Regions from separate parts of the Oncorhynchus mykiss genome. Here region 2 is linked to region 1. Evidence: chromatin contacts called from public Hi-C data. All regions are on one chromosome and are shown on one strand. The core of a region is the stretch at or near the end of the contact, and the rest is flanking DNA. Distances in the headings are between cores, read along the strand shown. Region 1 holds the start of rps6kb1a (ribosomal protein S6 kinase beta-1). Region 2 holds the start of ptrh2 (peptidyl-tRNA hydrolase 2, mitochondrial).

Evidence for each region. Hi-C and Micro-C count contacts between places; a contact is called where the count stands out from the background.
Region 2: a contact with region 1 is called in a Hi-C map of liver, with 3 times the contacts expected there. The contact joins the promoter of ptrh2 here to the promoter of rps6kb1a in region 1. A contact is called at or near these places in 2 of 3 Hi-C or Micro-C datasets (blood and liver).

Annotation. Positions count from the first base shown.
Region 1 is chr12:33,635,478-33,639,810 of USDA_OmykA_1.1, reverse strand. rps6kb1a (ribosomal protein S6 kinase beta-1) reads left to right here and starts at 2,265. Exons shown (of 15, transcript XM_021623546.2): 1 at 2,265-2,693; 2 at 3,346-3,410; 3 at 3,495-3,538; 4 at 3,961-4,081; 5 at 4,190-4,258. The coding sequence starts at 3,501.
Region 2 is chr12:33,780,815-33,785,147 of USDA_OmykA_1.1, reverse strand. It overlaps ptrh2 (peptidyl-tRNA hydrolase 2, mitochondrial), which reads right to left and starts at 2,334. Exons shown (of 2, transcript XM_021623550.2): 1 at 2,208-2,334; 2 at 531-1,218. The coding sequence starts at 1,201. The coding sequence ends at 677.

The DNA of each region.
Region 1 (4,333 bases), core at 1,016-3,515:
CCGTTCTCTCAACTTCTTTGAAGATATTTTGGAAATTGCCCTTTGCAGTCATTTGCAAGTAAATGTCTTCTCTGTCTTTCAACACATCAAAACCAGAAATCCCCTTTTTGAATCTATTCCTGTGGTTTCATGCTGTGAGGAAGAGAGAAGGGAGCCAATAGGCTCATTTGTTACTTACAGATCAAGCATGCTTCTATCTGCCACCATCATCTAAAGTCATCTGCAGCCAAATACATACCCACAGTCTCTCTCTATGGCCATGAATAAAAACAATATTGTCTATTCATTTGTCCATGTTTGTCTCCCCTTTCTCTCTCATTTCCTCCCTTCCTCTCATCCCTTTTCATTCCTTTCTTTCTCCCTGCCCTGCACCAACAGCCTAGGCCAAAGAATGCATATCACTCAGGTGTCTCAGTTACACACAGGAATCACTAATGAATAAAACATCTTAATGTGCAAGGCAGAGAGTGTTGTAATTGAAGGTTGTACCCATTATACACTGAGTATACCAAACATTAGGAACAGCTTCCTAATATTGAATTGCACCCCCCTCTTTTGCCCTCAGAACAGCCTCAGTTCATTGGGGCATGGGACTCTACAAAGCATTTCACAGGGATGCTGGCCCATGTTGACTCCCATGCTTCCCACAGTTGTGTCAAGTTGGCTGGAAGTACTTTTCGTGGGACCTACTACCATACCCCGTTAAAATGCACTTAAATCTTGTGTCTTGCCCGTTTACCCTCTGAATGGCACACATCCATAATCCATGTCTCAATTGTCTCAAGGCTGAAAAAAAATATGTTTAACCTGTCTCCTCCCCTTCATCTACATGGATTGAAGTGGATTTAACAAGTGATATCAATAAGGGATCATAGCTTTCACCTGTATTCACCTAGTCAGTTTATGTCATGGGAAAGAGCAGGTGTTCTTAATGTTTTGTATACTCCGTGTATATATATATTTATATATATATATATATATATGTATACACACACACACACACACACACACACACACATACACACATCAAGGACCCCACACACCCCAGCCACAAGCTGAAGCACGAGGACTGATAACAACAGGCTCAGAGACAGTTTCCATCCACAAGCCATCAGACCGCTGAACACTTGAACTGGACTGAACACTTGAACTGGACTGACCACCTGGTCTGATTCGTCCCTCATTAGCACACATGCACTCCCACATGCACATACCCACACAGACATAGACACACACATATATTATATACATTCATGCTACACACACATCACAACTTCTACTACCAGAAGACTCTTATTATATTGCTCAATTTATACACTTACCCCATCCCCCTTCCCCTATACACGTGTAAATATTGAACTATAAATTGTCACCTCCATTTATTATATATATGCAAAAAATATATATATATATTCTACTGCCATTGACTTTATATTTGGATTTTTATATTTGATTATTTCTTACTGTTGTTTCCATTGTCGAGAAGGAACCTGCAAGTAAGCATTTTGTTGGACTACGTATTCCATGTGTATCCCGTACATACGACTAATAAAAAAACGTTAAACTTGAAACACAGTCCCTTTGATCTAGGACCACAGATTTCACAGAGATAGGGCACTGAGTAGAAGTAAGGTGGGGTTTTTTGTGTGTGTGTGTGTGTGTGTGTTGAATAAATGCTCCCAGTCATGAGTCATCATCACAGGAATGGTGATGCTATATGTGAAACATCACATCATATAATTCTCACACCACCTCAACCCAAGGTGACTGTGAACATTTATGTGGGTTATTCTACATATTTGGTAACACCCTATGGGCGTCCCCTGTTGGCACTTACGATCACTGCAAGACTCAGAGGTCCAAATGGGGTGAAACACGAAGAAGGATTGCTTTGTTTTCACTGCCATCTACTGCCAGTAACGGGTATCTGCACACAAACAGTTAGTCTGGTTACAGGTTAGATCACAAAAGACACTAAGATCACAATTAACCAAGTGAGAATACACAAAAGCCTGTGAACGTTTTTTCATAGTGCAATCATACCTGTTGTGGCAAAAAAATATGCCAGGCAGTCCATGGGCCAAATGTTTATATATTTATTAATTCCATTATTTTAGATTTGTGTGTAATGTTGTGAATTGTTAGATAGATACTACTGCACTGTTGTTGCAAGGAACACAAGCATTTCTCTACACCTGCAATAACATCTGCTACATAATGTGTATGTGACCAATAACATTTTATTAGATTTTGACTGACTACAATATCATCATCATAGCTCATTTCTGAGCCATATTACACAAACATCACTTTTAAACTATTAAACTACGATCAAATATGACATGTTTAAACGAGCGAAATAATTTAAGGAAAAAGTATGGGGCATCATGGACATTGGGCTACTATTAAAGCTACTCAGCTACTATCTCATTTCAGCAGTGCGCGTGCTCAACACTGGGCTTTGTTTTTTAAATTGCGTGTGGCCGGTAGCTAGCGGTACTGCTACTCGCATGGGTTCTATTTACTGTAGCCGGTTATGTCGGAGGTGTATTTCCACGAGGCAGTGGAGAAGTTGATACTTTATTTCGGACTGAGTGAGAGAGAGGGACCAAGCAAACGCAATGGCGGGGGTATTCGACATTGATTTGGATCAGGTGGACGAAAATGTGTCTGATGATGAACTCGGGGATGGGGTAAGTAGCCAGCTACTGTACAATAATTAGCTAGCCACCCAGCAAAACATTACTAGCTAGCTAGTTTCCTTTAGCTTCCGACCTTGGCATGAACCAGTTAGCTACTATCGTTAGCTGCTAGTGAAGAAGGGAGGCGCAAACTAACTTGTCTGCAGTAAAGAATCTGATGTTAGTCAGAAGCTTAAGACTGTCTTTGTCAATAACTTCAACATATCAGCCGGTTAGCTAGTCGTGCGTGGCAAGTCCAAAATAACCCACGCTTACATCCGCTAATATATAACTAGTTAACTTAGCGATTAACGTTAGTAAGTAAGTAAGTAAGAAGGTAGCTAGCTAATTAATATTATAGTAACTAACTATTATTAGGTAGCTGAACCAAGGGCGGACTTAACGTTGGTGGCAAGCTAAACTAACCAGCTCTATAGGCCTAGCCATCTGTCTTTTCAATAAACGATCCATTCTTAGTTGGATTGTCAAAACATAGCTAACGTTAACGGATATAACGTTACGCATTGACAGATTACTATAGCTATGAAACCACTTGACCTCTGATGATCAGATTTCGGCATCGTTGGATGTGGACAAGTGAAACAAGTTGTTCTAGCTACTCTTTCGTACATCTTTAATTTTAGAATCGTTTGCTTTTTTTCAGCAGTCTCACAAGACTGTGTGTGTGATGCAGTCAAAAAAGTCCCGTCTGAATAATCACTGGAACAGGTATATTTTTGAAGTTGTCTACTGATGGGGAAAGATCAATCCTGTTGTTAAATTGTTCTCTTTTTTTTTCTTCTTTTTTGCCAGACCCAAATGAGCGAATGCACTGAGCAATGCAGCGGTTTCGAATTGTGGGTATTTACAACATAGGTTCAGCCTGTATATTTTAGCACTAGCTAATGTGGCACACTCACCACAACATCTTTGACAACAGGGTGCTTCTTTGACATGCAATTCTATGTGTTTTATTGTTTGGGCACAGGTGTCAATCTAATTGCCCTAAAGGGATTAATAATCTGTGTAATACATTTTTTGTTAACTACAGAAACACCTTTGACCACTTTTATGATGTTGTATGCTTGATGAACAGAGAAAGGACCATGAGTGATTTTAGTTGATAGATTGCTTGTGCAGGCAGGACTGTTTTCCCCTACTGTGGATTCCATCTTTAATCTAACCTTCTGGTTTTGTCATTCGGGTAGATTCAACTGGCTGAAATTTGACATTAAATTAATTATGTTTCAATGGTTGTCTTTTTAAATTTATTTTAAAGTAACATGGACGACTGTGAAAAGTTTGAAATCTCTGAAGACAGCGTCAACAAAGGAACGGAGCAGATTCGTCCGGAATGCTTTGAGTTACTCCGGGTTTTAGGAAAAGGAGGCTATGGAAAGGTGAGCTATCCCTCATCACCCTATGACTTGTTCAAGTATTCATTCACGTCTTCTCCTTAGAATAGAGAGCATAAATTCATGGTTTGACTTTCCCCCTATCACATTCAGGTTTTTCAAGTTCGTAAGGTGTCGGGTGCTACTTCGGGAAAGATTTTCGCCATGAAGGTCTTGAAGAAGGTGGGCTGTTTGGATTCTCATGACGTTGAGATACTTATCTTCTGTTCTCTCGTTTGCCCCTAAGGAACTGCACAC
Region 2 (4,333 bases), core at 1,085-3,584, 150 kb before region 1:
ACAGTTTGAACCCAATGGTTGGTGTAGGCAATAGATGAGGGTATAACCTATTGTACACTAACCTTCCAACATTACTTTGGGTTAAAGAACTGAATATGGCAACTTCTGGGATGAATCAAACCACTATTCTTTTACCAATATTTTGTGTGGAAAGGCTCTCCAAACCAGTTTATCATAAATTATTTCCTAAACCTAAATCTACAAGATCAGAGTATATTTAAATCTACCAATTGGTGCTGAAACTGAGACAAATATGCATACATTGAGATGGCTTCCTTTCATTGATCCCTAATGTTCTGAACCCATTAGATAAATGTACTGATAACCCCACAAGAAAATCTCTTGGCCACCAAGTGGGAGGGTTTTCAGCAATTGAATGAAATGTATTCAGACCGTGAAAGGTAGCCAGCAACACCTGCAGAGCACGTTACACGACTGAATAAGGTATGCCTGAATACCAAATACTTAGTGTTTAAGTACATTTCCTAGGTCTGAATCAGCCCCTTAATGCAAATGTGAGGACAAAATTACATGTTTGGACCTTTTAATGAAAATTAATGTACAGATCCCAAAATACAATTTCTCCATTAAAAAAAATACATTTTAAAGTGGACCATGATTATCCTACTTCAAATACAACTAATACAGACAACTCAATTCAAGTCTTATTTTGTGTCTAATAGAGCTTCAAGTGTCCAGTGACTTTGTCCACAAGATCAGCTGCTCCAGGGCCTACACCCAGCACAGTACGGGATCCTGGCGCTATCTGGGTCCTCCCAGCATCTTGGATCAGACTGACAGGCAGCCCTAACTCTTTGGCATGGGTTAGCAGTTCTATCAGACTGTCCTCATCTGGAGCTTTAACCACAACCTTGGGTTGGCCACAGTACTCCCATTGTTTCAGAAGCTCAGGGTTCCTGCGTTGGACCTGTTTATAGGCTGACACGGCAGCGTGTGAGCACTGGGCGGCCACTTTCCCCTTGCCCATCTTCAGGTCGGATCGGACCACCAGGATCATTTTGAACTCCCCTCCTTCTCCCATGACGCTGGTGGCCGTTTCACCCCTACTGCCATTCCCCATCGCCGCCCCGTTGTCTTTGGAAGAGTTGCTGAACCGAGCCCGGAAGTGCCAGCCAAGGAAAAGTCCACAGCCCACTCCTCCCAATACTCCAATGGCTACCTGGCCGTATAGGGAATCCATCTTGAGACTTGTCGAACCTGAAAATTGATTTAAGGCTGTGAATTTATTGGAGGCTACATCTCGTAGCTACATAGTCTATTAGGGCCCTATAAAATCTTTTTTCCCTAATTCCTTTTTGTTTTTCCCTAAATTCTGTTTTCCATTTTCCCAAGATTTATTTCAACTCTTTGCTATCAAAATCGCACTTCTAATTGAATACGAATAACAACTTTATTGGATGTTCGAGGTCAACAATACTGCTTGAACCACATCAGGAGACTACTTTTGAGGTCTTGGGAAATTGAGAAATTTCGATTTTTGGGGTTAAGTACCCTATCATTCCAGTGGGCACCTAGCAAGAGGATGTTCAGTTATGTTTTTGGATTTATGCAAATAATCATGATATCATTCTGGCAGGTATGCATAGGCTACTTTGTAGTTAACATTGAATCTACCAGAAGATTTTTCATTAGCATCATCGCTAACGGCTACACGTAAGTGGTAGCTGGGCGCCGCACATACAGACGGGGAATTGTCGTTTCCTCTTCAGAAAGTTGCATTAAATAAGAATCACTGATGCATTATGTTTGTCTTTTGATAAACGTGTGCTAATTCATTTAATACGTTTATTGTTTAATTGTATCGATTCCGTTCGCATCTCAAAATGTATAGGGCCCGCATAGTTGGCTAACTAGTTTGGAACTAAAATCACCTAGCTACCTAACGTTACCCTAAATGTGTTTCCACTTCAGACAAACATTGACCAGTCATCCGTTGATCTTATAGGATTTTTGAACATACAAAGGCTGAACAAATGCATGTTTATTTATGGTAACTTAACTGTTTGAACAAAATATTCAGAACTGAGAGTAGGCTAACGTTACCTTCAAAGCATCTCTGCTACCATTGAACAAGCATGTGGCTAACGCGTTATCTAGCCTGAGTCAACTTCGTAATATCACCTCAAGGGAGGCATAATTCGTGTCCTTTATAACATTTTGCATAGCAGTTTATAACCAAACTTTACCGATTTTTACTTGCTCCGGGCGAGATCAACACGCTTACATTCGTCTTCATCTACCGTCCACTTCTGATGACGTCACATTAAATATACTGGACACGTTTCAGGCTGCCGGTATGAAGAGTAGGCATCAACTGGGAGATGCACATAAATTGGGTGTATCTCTGAGTTTATGCAGCTTTTTAGGTTTGATGGTTTGAATTGGAGTATTTGAAAATAACATGGTTCAATTTCAAAGTATTACTATCCCATGTATTTCAATCAAAGATTCTCTAGGTCAATCTTTTTAATGCTGGATCACACGTCAGAGTTAATTTTTTTTTAAGAAAAGTGTAATAATCATGGCCAAATAACTACTGGGCACTCAAGGCACGTGCCCAGAAATCATATGGCATAATCATATTTACATGGCAAAAACTGTAGAATTTGCTTAGCTTTAAAACGGCAAAGATTGCTCTCCACCCCATAAGTAGAATTGCATGAAATTTGTTATAAAATTGCTAAATTATCTCTCAAAACTGCAAATGTTGAAGAAAACGATTGCACTGATTCATTGCTCTCGAACGCACCCGCACCCGCTCAGTTTTACCTGACTTTGAAGCACCTGGATATACTCATCGCCTAGCAGTTAATGGATGGGGCTTCGATCAAAGCCCATCCAAATGATAAGGTGTTTTGTGGTACAACTATTCCTATTGGATGGGGTGGATCGAGGTCTGCATTTCAGCTGAAGTACACTCAGAGACCGAAGAGGAAGCGAGACACCAATAGAGATAGATATAGGACTCATCTTTATATCTGTGCCATTATAGCATCTGTGACACCACAAGCGCCTTTGAGGTAATCTCAATTTTGAAATAGTCAATTTTCTTCTTAACAATTGGCTGATCCCTCCTGATGATCTGTTTGGACATGACTCCAACAGTGTCATCATGAGGAATCAGCAAATTAAGTTGGAAGTCCCACCCAGTTGACTACATTAAAATGGTGGAAGTCCTTAATGGTGCTGCCCATGCTTAAATGGCCTTTTGGCCACTAGAGGCCTCTATCATTCTCTATGGACACGCCCACTGTTTTTTTCTGGTTTAATGAAAGTCAATGAACTGTGTAGACCATACACAGCTGCTATTGCATTGGTGTCTATTGGAGACATACACAGTTAGGTAGATCGAAACTACTTTTTTTCATTGGTAAACGGCCTCAGTGAACTATCTTCGTTTATCTCCCATCTTTGGTACACGGTCCATGGAATAAAACACACGTCTGTCTCCTGTGCTGCAGGCTGCAGCGTTTGACAGCTCGAGAGTGAAAGGAGAGGGTAAGGGGACTATTTGTACCGTTCATGTCTGCTCATTGTCGTGGTGTGTTCATAATAATAGTTAGTAGAATAACATTAGGACAAATACAGTCTGTCCCCATTTGACGTTAGGTTATTCTCCATCATCAGCGTGTCTTTGTAAAATGCCAGTCTATTATCAGGTTACATACGCGTGCCAGTGCCAGGTTTTGCTCAGGATAAAACAAGGTTGACATTAATATAGCTACCTTAATAACATATTTTGAGAGGCTCTAAAATCAAGTAAGTGAATAAAATAGGGAGTCCTTGATGAATGCAAATGTTCTAGTGTCTTGGAAAAAACCTGTTGGCAGGCTAACGGGTGAACATGCTTTTATAACAGTGGTACGATCTGGATAATTAATGCCATGGTGTATGAATGAAACCAGGTTAGTATCAATTAAACTATTGTCTTGTGAATTAAATCAGGTCATATGGGTTTTATGGTTTTGAAAAACAAAAATGAACCGTTCTATTATATTTTCTTCTATTTTATTATATTCTGTTCTGTATGCACCTGGCATCTACTTGAGATTAACACCAAAAGTGCGTAGGCAGTCATTTTGACTGGATATGAATTTTAAACTGAAATATCGCTGAAATGTTTAGTCATTCCCACCTCTGTCCTTAACTTAACTTAAAATAAGTTTATTTAACACACATGTTGTTAGTATTGTAATGAAACAGCAGGGAGCAGATCTCGAACCCTCGACCTTTGAGCCCGAGGTCCGGGGCGCTATTGACTGTGCTGCAAAAGCATGCTCTTGCGAGAGAGTCGATTTCCGCAGAAATAGCA